Regions from separate parts of the Zea mays genome. Here all the other regions are linked to region 2. Evidence: chromatin contacts called from public Hi-C data. All regions are on one chromosome and are shown on one strand. Each heading gives the region's core, a stretch centred on a gene start, on an enhancer-like site or on the middle of the called end of the contact. The rest is flanking DNA. Distances are from core to core; before and after follow the strand shown. Region 1 holds the start of LOC100279000. Region 2 has its middle 25 kb from the start of LOC103631789. Region 3 holds the start of lox9 (linoleate 13S-lipoxygenase9).

The links. A called contact is a pair of places that touch in the nucleus more often than the background predicts.
Region 1: a contact with region 2 is called in a Hi-C map of tassel, with 2.1 times the contacts expected there. The contact joins the promoter of LOC100279000 here to the enhancer-like site in region 2. A contact is called at or near these places in 4 of 25 Hi-C or Micro-C datasets (endosperm, leaf and tassel).
Region 3: a Hi-C map of root tip shows a contact between it and region 2, with 3 times the contacts expected there. The contact joins the promoter of lox9 here to the enhancer-like site in region 2. A contact is called at or near these places in 13 of 25 Hi-C or Micro-C datasets (bundle sheath, ear, endosperm and 5 more) and 1 of 3 datasets of contacts at active chromatin or transcription factors (leaf).

The regions. Positions count from the first base shown.
Region 1 is chr1:16,860,666-16,865,719 of Zm-B73-REFERENCE-NAM-5.0, forward strand. It overlaps LOC100279000, which reads left to right and starts at 3,394. Exons shown (of 7, transcript NM_001360928.1): 1 at 3,394-3,625.
Region 2 is chr1:16,760,096-16,765,157 of Zm-B73-REFERENCE-NAM-5.0, forward strand. No RefSeq gene overlaps it. Among protein-coding and RNA genes, the nearest start is that of LOC103631789, 25 kb to the left of the region's middle. Within about 2 kb of position 3,801, at least 18 of the 20 cell types and tissues checked have an H3K27ac peak or open chromatin away from gene starts, as enhancers often do. A contact at or near this core is called in bundle sheath, ear, endosperm and 4 more, where this site is marked.
Region 3 is chr1:16,840,663-16,845,378 of Zm-B73-REFERENCE-NAM-5.0, forward strand. It overlaps lox9 (linoleate 13S-lipoxygenase9), which reads left to right and starts at 3,010. Exons shown (of 9, transcript NM_001112507.1): 1 at 3,010-3,531; 2 at 4,347-4,630. The coding sequence starts at 3,135.

The sequences.
Region 1 (5,054 bases), core at 2,144-4,643, 100 kb after region 2:
AGTCAGTTGCTAATTATTAATTGAATAGTGCATAAGATATTAGCTAGCTTGTTAGCTAAAATCCAAATAGGACCTCAACCGATTTTTAGTTGCATATGATCTAACCATGTCCTTAGGGTCCGTTTAGAAGCATCCCAATTTTAAAGAAACCAGATTCTATCTCCAATTTCTAGAAAATAGTTTATAAAAAACTTAATGTTTAGAACCCAGTTTCTAAGAAACCAACTTCTAGTTTTTTATACACAATGACTAACCTACTCTTTCTTTATTTTAAAAATTAGTGACAAATTTAAATTCCGTGAAATCAACAAGTGAATGAAATAACAAAAAACTAGTTTTAGTGAGGGGATGCCAGCTTCTTGATTTTTTTTTAAAAAAATAAGAATCTAGTTTCTATAAACTAAGACATAATTTGGTAAGTTTTGAACTACCCCAGTTTACAAACTAGTTTCTTAGAAATGAGTGTTTCTAAATAGGTCCTTAGTTAAAATTAGATAAGTTTGATAGAACAAAACTAAAACAACGTAAAATGTAGAAATTGGCGAGTAGTAGCTAGGATAAGTTTGAGCTGAAGTAAATCCGGAGAGTTAAATCAAACAAATACTTTCCATATGCTGCAAAATAAGGCTTCAACACAGAGGTGAATGACATGACATCTTCCTCACATCAAAGGTGTCCACATACAAAGAACAGTACGCCCTTTGTTTCACAAAGGACTTAATTATGTCTCACGAAGGACTTAGTTCTCATCTATTGAGACGTTTCGATTTCAAATTTGATTGATCGAATCGATAGAAAAATACTAATATTTATAATACCAAATAAATTATCAATTTAGTTATGAGATATAGATTTATAATAAATATTGAAAACATAAATATTAATATTCTTTATAAATTTAGTTAAACTTAGAAAATTTCGGCTTGTGCTAGATTTATAATTATATTTTTCCCTGGGATGAAAATGGTATTTTTTTAGTGTGTGCGATTTATTTAGAACGAGTGTGATAGCTCGATTATGCTAGCGGTACTGTCACCATACAATAATTAAACAAAACTGCCAGCTCATCTCTTGAGTAGAAAGCAACACGTATGTTCCCCCATTTTTTTATTTGTGTACCCAATGATAAATGCAAGCAAGGCAATATATATTTTGGAACAAAAAGAAGCCATCAGATGGAAGGGCAGAAAGTCACAACGCACAAACCCTACACTGCTATACAGCCGTGCACTAGTATCGCAGCACTGTCCTTACAATCACAGTTGTAGCGAGGACCATAAAATGGCTTGCAACGAAGAATCCTGTTTTCATTCGCGGTACAAAGGTGGTACAGGATTGGGTGTGGATGATTCGGCCCACGGAACAAGGAGACAGTGCAACGCATTTCGTAGCACCGGCACCGGCACCACTTCCGGTGAGGCCCACGTGCCAGTTCCGATAGCTTCAACAACCTCCGTGGTGGTCCCGGGCCCATGGCCACACGGACACGGTCACGAGGTGTGGGTCCGCAGCTGTCTTCCCGAGACAAGCAAAACAACGCACCCTCCATTTCTCAAGGAAAAAAAAACACAACATCAGTTTGGAGAGTCGAATCCCCTTCAAAATTGGACAGAAGATTGAATAGTAAGAGATTTTAGCTTCTTTAATCTTCTTCAATCCCTTTGCTTCTAAACAAACCATAATATTAGTTCAAAATCATTTTGACTATATTAAATATACTATATCGAGAGTTGAAACGAATCTTTTAAAATCGAATATTCTAGACCCTAAAAAGCAAAATGGTTCCATTTACACTTTATGAATGGTTTGGTGACCAGAGAACTGCAGGGGATCCATAGAGAGAAATTTTCTTGTTATTCAATGAAGGGCAATGAATTTTCTCTCCGAGGATCTACTCTAATTCCTCGAACACCAAATCAACTCTTAGAGTTATTTGTCTTTTCTTAGCACCAGTGCAACATAAAGTTCATAGGGCCCATGTGAATGGGCTAAAGGAGAGGAACTAACCAAAGTGTTAGCTAAATTTAGCTATTGGCCCATTCAAATAGGCATAACGTTTTTCCAAAGAATATCATGACAATATTTAATCATGGTAAACCATTTGAACGGGATACATAGATTAAGAACATTATTTACATAGGGCATGTAAAGAGACAAAAAAACATACTAGTTAAACCGAAACTAATCATTTCATTCATGCAATTTAAGTTTTCAAAATGTTATTGGATACAATTTAAAATGAAGAAATAGACATTAACGATGCAGTAGGCCAATCTCTACTTTTTTAAAACATCAGTTATGTGCATCGCACGTTGTGTGTCACGTCGCGCATAAGTTTTTTATGTCCCTCATTTTTCGCATAACGATGGACTCAATAAACTGTTATGCTACAAATAGGTTTTGAAAAAACACTCAAGCCCCCACACGACAAGAAGCGTAAGGCTACTATATACTATCGTCTCGCTAGCTGATGAAAGACGAGCGACCGAGCAGGCTATAAAAAAAGTTGGACTACCTTTTTAGCTCATATCTTTTTCGTCATGTTAGCTAAGATACAATGAAATATTTGTTCTTATCAAATTAATATTCGATATATGGACCATATATTCATTTTAATATTATATTTTTATAGATACTAAATATAACTGTGTGCTGTCGCAGTATACGCACTTTACACTACTCTCCTATTGAGATTGAAGACCGTCGGTTCTGTAGGTTTTTCATAATCGAAGCACTAGAATAGCTTGAAAAACTCTGGCTTCTGAAACAGAGGATGCTAAATTTTAAATGCGACCGTGGTATTGCATATACCTGCTACAATAATGTAGTAGTAATTACAACTTTGTTTTTAAGTTTATGTCCTGTATTTTGTTATGGATAAAACTTCCTGACTTTTTAAAACGTATTAAAGAATATATTAATATCTACAACACCGAATTAATACACTTTATGTTTGATTTAATAATAAAATTAATTTAGTGTTATAGATCTTGGTGCGTCTGTCTAAAAATTTAAAAATCAACTTATAAACTAAAAACATTCTGAGTAAAATTTGGGGGAACGTATCATGTGCTCATGGAGCTCTTGTGCTCATATGAGCACTTTAAATCTGGTGCCTTCGTTTCTCATCTAAGTGTGAATAGACATTTTCTAGTTTCTTCTATGTGTCACCCTTGTTGCGCCGCGCCGCCTATCTCTTCTGTGTGCCACTGCTGCCCTCACCCCCTGGATGAGAAATGAAGGCACTAGATTTAAAGTGCTCATATGAGCACAAGTGCTCTATGAGCACAGGATACGTTCCCAAAATTTGGAAGGAAGACGCACCCGCATTTGTGTACCACACCGTGATTACAAGGTGGAGTAGCAAAGAAAGAAGTGCCACAGAAAATCAATTGGGCGTAGGGCGAAGGCAACAGGTGAAGTGTCAACGTGTGGCTGCAATCTGCCTCCGCACTCACTCCACGCACACGCCGCCGCTATACGCGACGGCGCCGAGCGCATCGCCGCCGGCCCCTCCCTCCCTGCGCCTGTACTCAGCCCGCTGCTTCTCAGTCCACTTCATCCACAGCTCCTCTTCTCTCGGTCTAGAGATCCGTCCGGGCACGGTAGTCTCGCCTTCGTTTTGGTAAGCAATCATATCCGAGCTTGCTTGGATGCCTGGATTCCCTAGTCCAAAGGGCTTTGTTGCCAATCGAACCCTAAAATCCTTCTTCTGCTTCGTTCAGTTAGTTGTAGAGTTTTGTGTTGCTGGATGTCCTGCTAATCCAATACATCAATCCGCGGTCTGTCTAGAATCTTGTTCTTCTTGTAAACGGGCAAGATCGACATGAGTTGACCGTGTACGAGTTCTTGCTTTCTTGTTACCTAATCAAGGTGTTGGTGCAGCTTGTTTTCCAAAATTTTGGGGGTCACGTGAAGCCCGCCCCTGCTTCCGGAGGGACGTATTCCTGTTGCGTCGCACCTGAGCTTGTTTTTTATATATTTATAGTAAAGATGCTGGTTTTAAATGTTCCGTCTTCTTCAAATTTCCAATTCCCCGTGTTTTTTGCGTATGGATGGATAATGGTGCAGTAGCTGATGTCAAATACTATTAGAATAGAGCAGTAGCGAGCATATACTTCAGTTATTATTGCCCGGTGCAAGGTGGTGATTGTAGAATCCTTCTGCTTGGTCAACAAAGAACAATGATGAATTTAGTGGCACATGTTTTCTTCTACCATGAATTGTTTGCCATCAGAATATTACATTTTAAACACTTTATGTTGGAATACAGCAACCTTTTGATTGTACTAGATATCTGATGTACCAATGCTAGAATAGAAGTCATTTGCTCATAATTGGATCCCCCAAACAATAGGAGTTCTTAATCTTCTATCTTTTTTTGAAGTGTGAAATATGAATGGCACTGTGCTTGTGCTAGTTTGAAATCCAATCCAGGAGTGATTAGGGTTAGGGATGTTCAGCTCTGTACCATAGAGCTGCTTTGTGCATGTTTGGTATCTTGTGCCCATTTTCTTCTGCATAAATCCAAATCTTTAGGTTTTCTGTTTTCCCACTTTCAGCATAAAACAATTTCTATTTGACACGAGACCTTTTTCATCCGTACCTGCCCCCAATTTTTTTCTTAGTGATTTGGAATTTATGGCTTATCTTGCTGTAATTTCATTGTTTAGTCATGTTGAAGGATGTAGTATCTGTGGTAGTATGGCTGTGAGAGGCCAATGGTTTTGAATTTTCTTTGCCATTATTTTTCTAAGTTAGTTCCGCTTAAATATATCATGATCAAGGCCAGTTGCTCCTTTCTTAGAAGCGGTCTGTGCTTCTGTTAAGTTTCTATTTGCAGAAATCTAAATTTTATTTAGTCATGTTGAAGGATGTAGTATCTGCGGTAGTATGGCTGTGAGAGGCCAATGGTTTTGAATTTTCTTTGTCGTTATTTTTCCAAGTTAGTTCCACTCAAATATATCATGATCAAGGCCAGTTGCTTCATTCTTAGAAGCGGTCTGGGCTTCTGTTAAGTTTCTATTTGCAGAAATCTAAATTTTAATACCATG
Region 2 (5,062 bases), core at 2,551-5,050:
TCCCAATGAAAACGATACAACTCGGTTACTTGAATTTGGAGAACAAAGAGGATTTCCTAGAATGTTAGGTTCAATAGATTGCATGCATTGGAGGTGGAAGAATTGTCCTTCTGCATGGCATGATATGTGTTCTGGCCATTTGCATGAGCCTACAATTATACTAGAGGCGGTTGCTTCAAAAACTTATGGATTTGACATGCATTTTTTGGTTTACCAGGGTCGCACAATGATATCAATGTTCTCCATCTATCGCCACTATTTTCAATGCTAGCTGAAGGTCAAGCTCCACAAGTGCATTACTCCATAAATGGTCATAATTATACGATGGGGTACTATCTTGTTGATGGCATATATCCATCATGGGCAACACTTGTGAAGACTACCAGAGCCACAAGAGAATAAGCGAAGATATTTTGCCAAAGCACAAGAAGCTGTAAGAAAGGATGTTGAGCGTGCATTTGGAGTTCTACGATCTCGTTTTGCTATTGTTCGTGGTCCAACATGTTTTTGGGATGAAGAGACGTTATGTGACATCATGAAAGCATGTGTTATTATGCACAACATGATTGTTGAAGACGAGGAAGAAATTGTCCTAGATGAACGTTTTCAGGATGGTGGACAAAATGTGCAACCTTCACATGATCATCGTCAAGATTTGGATGAATTCATTGAGGTCCATAGAAAAAATAGAGACAAAGAAACTCACCATCAGCTGCAAGAAGATCTGGTGGAGCATATATGGCGGCATCATGCTGATGAATATTAGTTTTTTCCCTCTGAAACTAGGGTGTACTCGACATTGGTCTAGTTGCGTTCAATAAGTATTTACAACCAACCAGTATAAACTATTCAATTTTATCTGCAATTTTTTATGAAATTAACATATTCTTGGCTCCTCATAAGTCTATACATTTTTATTATAGAAGACCACTCGTGATTGTGGGTAGTGCTCGATAATATGACAGGCATCCTATTCAAACTGCATTGTGACAACATGAAAGAAACAAATAAAATCAAAGGCAATTCTGATGAAAGTAAACACACTAGTTCTATCAACGAAACTAATCACATTATTTGTCTGAATGAAACAGTAAGCAATTTGCATGAAAGAAACAAATAATGGTTCTCTGAAACTAACTAATGATTATCTAAAACAAGTGTCTTGCATGCCATGCCAAGAAACGACTGCACAGACTTGCAGCCCTGATTCTGAATTTATCTACTAGTCTTGTGAACTCCAAACTGCAAAGAAATTAGAATGGTTAAGTACAGTTCTAGCACATGAACCGTAGGAAATCCAACAACCAGAAGTGAACGAGGATTCATAAATAACAAAAAATCACCTCATTTATAAACACGACGAGCAATAATTTCATTTTGCAAATTTCTGTAGAACTGTTGTAGGTGCTCAGGCATTGTGTCTAATTCCAGAGTCATAATCCTCTCTTCCTCTAACATTATTTTCATTTGTAGCTGACTATCCTTTACTTCAAGATTTTTGGCCTCATTTGTAGCCCTGACCTATTCTGTATCAGCCCTCATTTGTTCGGTGCTAGCTCTTACTTGATCAAGTTGAAGCCTCTCTTTCTCTATTTCATATGCCAGATTGAATCTCTCCTCTTTTTTCTTCTCTTTCTCCGCATCACTCTTTCTTTTTATCCCAGAAATTCTTAGAAGCCTCCATGTAAGACTCAACACCACCTCGTCGCATTACTTCTTTAGATTTTTTGATACCTATTGGTCTTTTAGGAGTTTCCTCTTCGGGCCTGCTATAATCATTGATAGGATTGCAGTTTCTTGATTCATTGATGATGGGAGTGATAGTTCCAGGAATAGAAACTATATTTGTCTTTTGCTTTTTGTTAGCAACTTTTTTAGATCATCCATCAGCTTGCGCTTCTCATGCCACTTTGGTTGGTTACGCAATATGTTCTAGCAATGCATGCATTGGAAAGATTTTTTGTCCTTGTCTCTAGACTTGTAGAGAGCCATTGCTTGAACAATCTGCACATGTGATACAAACACAACTTGGTTACTACAACTTTGAAATATACATTATAGGTTGCAAAACAAAATATTAAAAAACTACCTTGTCTTGCAATGTGACACCACTTTGCCTTCTCCTTCAATATCAGATATACAGGCACAAAACTTGTTAACGCTCTCCAAAATAAATCCCCATCGATGAGATATAAAACTTTGAGAACGATCTGATGGAAAAGTTTTATGGTTGTGATAGTAATTATAAACTCTCTTCCAAAATGTACCACGAGTTTGGTTTGTGCCATTCACAGGATCCAAACTAATGTTCAGCCACGCTGAGACAACCAAAGCATCCTCCTGCTGGCTGAAATTAGCAGACCTTTCTGATTTGGTCTAGATGAAGTCACAACTATAGATGGATGCTGCTTAGAAATAATACCGTAGTCATCCAAAGACATGTTATTGTTACCCTCGCTCATCAGGTTACTAAAATATCATCCTTGCATTGTAAGTGCCTCCTATATAAAAAAAACTATAAATCAGAGGTATTTCCAACATACATGACATTTTGATTCCCATTTACAGAAATCAATCAAGATTCAAGAATCATCATAACCTGTACTTCGTTTATCTTGAGTTCATACAGTGCATACAGAAAGGATGTGTTATCAGCCAATGGCTACAGAAATTGTTTCATAGAAATTCAAACTAGTTGAAAACTTGCTCTATACTTCCTTTCTCAGCAGCACATACACCAAAGGGGCGACACAAACTAGCAAAATTAGTACGATCTACGAAATTAATACATCCCAAAATGTAAATCATCATGGACTACCCTTTCTCAGCAGGCGGCGGCGCAAGAACACGATGTGCAACCATTTGTGAATTGAAATAAAAAAGCTCACGAATTAAACGTCTTACCTCAAATTCAAGACCGGTTGCAGATGGATTTTGAGTCGCCATCGCATAATCATCTTGCGTCATGGATTCCCCACCGATAGGATCCATCGCAATAGCAGTTTGCATCGACCTCCGCTTGGTTGAAGACTGCCACCGCCTGACCTGCTTGTCCAGTGCACGCGAACTGCAGATCGAGGGAGATTGGATGAAGCACGTAGGCGTCAAAAGGGCGTGGGAACTGAAACCACCATCTAGATTGGGAGCCTGCCGGTCGGCGGAGATTTGCGCACTAGGTGAGGATGTATTCGCGTGCGAGGCTTTAGGGACAAGAGTTGAGAGTCTGTTGGACACATGGTTTTCCTTTTCTTCCCAAAAAACTAATTGGGACAATGGTTTAAGTAAGTATTGGAGTCGCTCTAATATGGGCAACTGGAGACGGTATAACTCAGTCGGACAGCCCTAATGTGGTGGTGAGATCCCACGTGCACGATATAAGGGCATGTACATTCTAATATTTTGTTGCGGTTTTCTAAACATTAGATACACCTAAAAAACCTGTTCATACAGTTCAATGCATCTATATCGTGTATCTTATTCACTAGAAACTCTTAGCGCACGACTCATTTATGTGAGCTGTATGAGTGAGATTATATTTTACACTTAGAAAACCATGGTAGAGACGTTTCTTCGCTAAAATATATCGTTTATGTTTTTTTCCACATACCTCTCAAATACTATTTGTTAAGATACGGATTATGTATGTGGATGTATATGCCTAACATTGCGGTGCATCTCTGATTCTCGGTGGGCTGCGTAGCGATGCCATACGAAAGAACCACCATCACGGCCCGCCCTGCTCGTGGCGCGAAGGGGAAGCCCAACCCATGCTATGCGTGGCACTGGGCTCTTGGCAGTTGGCCTGGTACCTGAGGTAGTAGTGAGTTTCGTTCTTCAATCGTTGCCAACTCCCGATGCCAATTGCCAAGGCATGCCAAGTCTGGTCGCCGGTCGCCGGTCGCATGGCAATGCCTTGCCTGGTGCCTGCATGCGTGGAACACGCGCGCACGGTTGGGAGACATGCCCGGCAGGAACGTCAAGAGGCGAGTGCGTTCTTGATCTTGGGGACAGCTACCGTCCTTCCGAACATCCAAACGCAGTCAACGCACTGAAGCAAAGCAAGCCGTGGTGGCCACGATCGAGCACGAGGCAGAAGGAGGTGGAAGAAACGGGTTGGATTTGAGATGGCACCGGCCACCGCCCTAAAAGACGAGCAGCCTCCTTTTTTTTTTTCTGTCACCGGCCGGGCCCCATTAGCGACAAAAGTTGTTCACAAGATCCACGTCCACTTATATCGAAGTACTCTCCCTGCAGAATATTTTGCAGAGCATCGTTCCTCCAGTCACAAGATCCAAAAGGGGAACATGCTGGAATGAGCCAAGCCGTTTTACATGATATTTGCTGCACCGGGGGATGGGATGGTTTTTTGCTGCACCGGGGTGGAATGGATCGGAAAAGCGTGGGCGGCTTCAGCTTCGAGGGGTATTGGGTTCCCTGACTAAACTAGTTTAGTTTATGTCACGTTAAACGTTTAAAAATTAGTTAGGGCATGTATAATGGTGTTTAATGTGGAGGCTCTTAAGGTGTTTAAGGGGTGTATTTGCAAAAAAATCTTAGAGCCGTCTCTCCGTGAAGAGACGTCTCTGGCTCGTAAACCAAGTAGTAATAGACGCCTCACTTCCTACTGTACGAATTTGTCGTCTGTTCTATCAATCTACTGCTGTACAAATGCATTTAATTCTGTATTTATTAGTAGACTACATTTATAGACACTCCATTGTATAATAGAGTCTATTAGTTGTCTCTCGTGCTTGAAGAACCGTTTTGGTGTCTCTCCACTGTACATGCCCTTAGGAGTATGAAATATATACTTAATTAAGTTTAATAAATTTATCTCGTCTTTTGGTCGTTTCATGTGTGAATAGCAATTGCGACTTGCCAGACGAGTTTCCCAAACGAGTTACGACCGACCAATTGCGACTTGCCAGAGAACGGCAGCATCCTTTTCAGATGATACGACTCCAAGCCGTTCGATTTTGAATTCAAACGGCTGATGGTGATCATGATCTGAACCAGTGGCAGACGCAGGACGAAAATTCAGGGGGGGCCAAAAAGACCACAT
Region 3 (4,716 bases), core at 1,760-4,259, 80 kb after region 2:
ATATCCTTCAGAGGCTGTGATGAAGGAACAATTATGTGGTATGCTTGAAAATAATGCCGAAGCTTCCTAGATGCCATTAACGCAGCGTACAACACCTTCTCCAATTCTGTATAGTTTTTCTTTGATAAACTTAGAACTTCGGAGACAAAGTATACTGGGGCTTGTTTTTTAATTTGTCCTTCAAGCTTCTCCTGTACAAGCGCCGCACTCACTGCAGAGTGCGAAATTGCCACATACAATAGTAATGGAGCCCCTAGCGCAGGTGGAGTTAATGTTGTTAGATCAATCAAGTATTGCTTCAGCTCTTCGAAGGCTTTCTGTTGAGCTGGGCCCCATTGAAAAACTTCGGTTGACTTTAGTATTTCAAAGAATGTCAAGTTTCTTTCTGCTGATCTAGATGTGAATCTATTCAATGATGCCAGTCTTCCTGTCAGCCGTTGGGCCCCCTTCTTTGTGCTTGGTGGCTCCATCCGAAGGATAGCTTCGATCTTGCTTGGGTTAGCTTCAATCCCCTTTGTTGAAACTATACAGCCAAGGAACTTACCCTTCTTCACTCCAAAGACACATTTTTCTGGATTTAATTTCAGGCCAGCTTGCCTGAAATTAGCAAATGTTTCTTGCAAATCAGTAATGTGATTTTCTTGCTTCGTGCTTTTTACTATGATGTCATCAATGTATGTTAGCACATTTCTGCCTATCTGGGAATGAAGGACCTTGGCTGTCATTCTGCTGAAGCTTCCTCCAGCATTCTTGAGCCCCTTAGGCATCCGAAGATAGCAATAGGTGCCACTGGGAGTTATGAAGCTAGTCTTCGGCTCATCCTCCTTCTTCATCCATATTTGATGATATCTTGAATAGCAACCCAGCAGACTCATAAGCTCTGAAGAAGCTGCTGCATCTACAAGAGAGTCTATTCTTGGTAATGGAAATTCGTCCTTTGGACAGGCCTTGTTAAGATCTGTGAAGTCAATACACATTCTCCATTTGTCGTTGGCCTTCTTCACCATAACAGTATTGGCTAGCCACTCTGGATATTTTACCTCTCTGATGACACCAGCACTGAGAAGCCTTTTTACTTCATTCCGAGCACCTTCGGCTTTATCAACAGACATTTTTCGAAGCCTTTGCTTTCGTGGCCTGAAGGATGGGTCGACATTGAGTGAATGTTCAATGACGTCTCTGTTGACACCACAGAGATCATTGGCCGACCAAGCAAAAACATCTTTGTTGTTGAATAAAAACCTTATCAAAGTTTTCTCCTGCTCTTCAGATAGTTGAGACCCCAGCAGTACCTTCTGCTCTGCTATGTCTTCACATAGAAGCATGGGCTTCGGCTAATCAGCTGAAGCAGCCTTCTCTCTTCTGTACTTGTACTGTTCACAAGCTTCGGCTCCATCTATATTGTGGGTCGCTTTTGAGTCTGTCCAATTTCCTTCGGCCTTTCTGTCAGCTTCTTGACTTCCATGAATAGCAATGGGCCCTTGTTCCGAAGGTATCTTCATGCATAGATATGCTAGGTGAAGTATTGCTTCAAAAGCATTGAGTGTTCCTCGGCCAATTATTGCATTGTAGGGGTATTCCATGTCGACAATGTCAAATACAACCTGTTCGGTCCTTGTGTTGTGAACAAAGCCGAAGGTTACTGGCATTGTGATTTTACCGAGTGCCACAATATGTCTTCCTCCGAAGCCACATAGAGGATGTGTAGCATCGTGAATCTTGTCTTTTTGCTCTTGCATCTGTCTGAAGGACTTAGCAAATATGATATCAACTGCACTGCCTGTATCAACCAGGACATTATGAACCAGAAATCCCTTGATGACACAAGATATGACCATAGCATCATTGTGAGGATAATCTTTGAGCTGAAGGTATAACTTGGGGATGACAGGAAGCTTTGGCTCATGATGGGAGTCTTCTCCTATGATGACGATATACAAGACGAAGGTATAACTTGGGGATGATAAGAACGAACGCTAAAGCTATAGCTGAAGAGTGACAGATTCAACTTAAAGTGGTGATGAAGACCAAGCATGGTGCTAAACCGAAGAAGAAAAGACTAGCTAGTCCCTAATAATTTATGTTATAGTTGTGAATAAATGTTAAGAACATAAATATACTTTTACCCGGGATGCGTCCCGTGCCTATAAATAGGTGAACAGTACCCCATACTGTTCATGCTGAATTGTAATTGTTCTCGTATCAACACATTCGAACAAGTCGAATGTATCAATGTAATATAAATCCTGTTAATATTCATGTATGCATTATAAAATACATATGCGTATGAGCCAGCGGATTACGTTCATTATCTCTATGTATTTCCATTCTCATGCTGAAAGCGTGTCTTTCATAACCTTCGTCTGAAGATCGTTATATCCAGGAGAAAATAATGTTTCGGAGGACAAATGTCTGATTTTTAACAATTGTGTTGACTTGTTCTTGATTCACAGTGACCAACAATACTCTTTTCTTGTTTATGAAAATCATCATACGTTCTAAACCAATGGGTCACCCTGAAGATATTATATATCTTGTTTGTTTTCATTTTTTTTGTTAAGTGATTACATTATATAGGGGCTAGGGACTTGGGTAGATATAAGACTCCTAACAAACTCCTAATAAGGACCTAAGAAACTTTAATTAATTAGAACAAATTTATGATAAGAACTCCAATAAACTAACTAACTAATTGGCTGTCTGAGTGTGCGTGTTTTTTAGATGACGGCTGGTCGCTGGTAAACTAATATATTATTGCTCCTACATGTCTACAACAGTGTTTGATTAACTGTGTAAACGTAGCAGTTTCAGACTCGCGCAGGGCGCGAGCTAAGTTACTGGTCATAACAAGATGACGGTTTTCTCAGGTCAAACAGGAACAGGGAGCAGGCCAGCTTCCGTGCAATGCCACCAAGACTCCGTTCCCTTCCGTCCTGCCAGGACTTGCAAACATAAAAAAGAGCAGCGCACGAGGCCGAGGCATCCTCCTCCTCCTCTGCTTAAATCCTAGTCACTGCTGCAGTGCGGCTGCCGCCGCTGCTCCATCACGACGACGCCAACCACCTCAGCTCACTAGCTCCCGCGGACCCGCCTGAGCGCAGCCAAAACCGGGGATCCCAGGCGCAGCAGCTAGCATGGCCGCGCCATGCAGGGACCTCACGGGCCTTCGCCGGGGGCTTGCCGCGGCGAGGCTGGCGCCGGGGCGCCGGGGCGCGAACAAGCTCTGCCTCGCGCCGTTCCACCACCGCGCGCCGCCGCCGCAGCAGCAGCAGGGGAGGAGGAGGCAGCGGCAGGGGCTCAAGGTGGTGGCTGCCATCAGCGAGGACCTGCCGAGGCTCGCGGCGCCCGGGACCGGGAAGGGCGCGCCGGAGGGCAGGCGGCCGGAGAAGGTGCTGGTGCGGGCCGCGCTCACGGTGCGCCGCAAGCACAAGGAGGACCTCAAGGAGGCGCTGGCCGGCCACCTCGACGCGCTATGGGACATGGTTGGCCGGAGCGTCGCGCTCGAGCTCATTAGCACCAAGATCCACCCCAGTAAGCACGCCGGCCCTTGCTCCCTGTCCTCGTCCAATCCACTAGTCTCTCTCTCTCTCTCTCTCTCTCTCTCTCTCTCTCTCTCTCTCTCTCTGAGTTGACCTGCCTGCTCTTGACAAGTCTCCTCTGCCTCTATTTTTTGCTTCCTTTGGATAGTCGTTAGAGCTTTAACGTGCAAAGCTTTTGCCTTTTGGGGCATCTCCGCCTGTTCTTGACTGACCGCCCCGATCGGAAGGTGGCACCGGCAATCAGGAAGATGCTAACTAGATGCACATGATCAACAGATCTTTCTGCGGATCTTCAATAATGGAGACATGATAACAAAGGCTTGTCCCGGCGTTCGCGTGTGCGATTCTCTGCATTAGTATATTCGCTCTGCATTTTTCAACAAATTGTTTAATCCGAACAAACAAGGGACGAACTAAATAACTGGAGCCGTTCAACTTTTTAACCGTTGGCATCTTTCGCTTGACCATGTTTTCTTCAAGAAGAGAACAAATGGATCAGATTTTCTTCCTACCTCCCAGGCTCCCAGTCCCAGCCTTGAAAGCACTGCAAAGCAAAACAGTATAGCCTCCCTTTAGCAGTAGTAGCCCCGCCTGATCACTGCTCTGAATAATTCAAGCTCAAATGAGTCACTAAACTCATCACTATGCAATACTGACGAAACATGTTTTCCCCGCCTCTCCATTACCACCATGTGGTCGCCACCCAAAGCTGATACAATCGCTTTCCATGTCTCCAAATTTGACTTCTCTTCTCAAGATCGTCCTAACCTTCCCGTTCCCGGGTCGTGCCACGTGAATCATTGGCAGGGACCAAGAAGCCGTTGCACAGCGGTCAGGCATCGATCAAAGACTGGTGCCAGAAGAGGGGCGTCAAGGGAGAGCACGTCGTGTACACGGCTGAGTTCATGGTGGATTCAGACTTCGGCGAGCCTGGCGCCATCACCGTGGCCAACCGGCACCATCGGGAGTTCTTTCTGGAAAGCATCGTCGTCGAGGGTGGGCTGCCGTGTGGTCCGGTGCACTTCGCCTGCAACTCCTGGGTGCAGTCCACCAGGGAACTGCCGGGAAAGAGGGTGTTCTTCAGTAACAAGGTAATAAGCATTTTTGTGCTAAAGAAAAAGGTTGTACTAGCAAGCATTTTATTTCCTTACTAGTTCAAGAAAAACGTGCTGTCAAC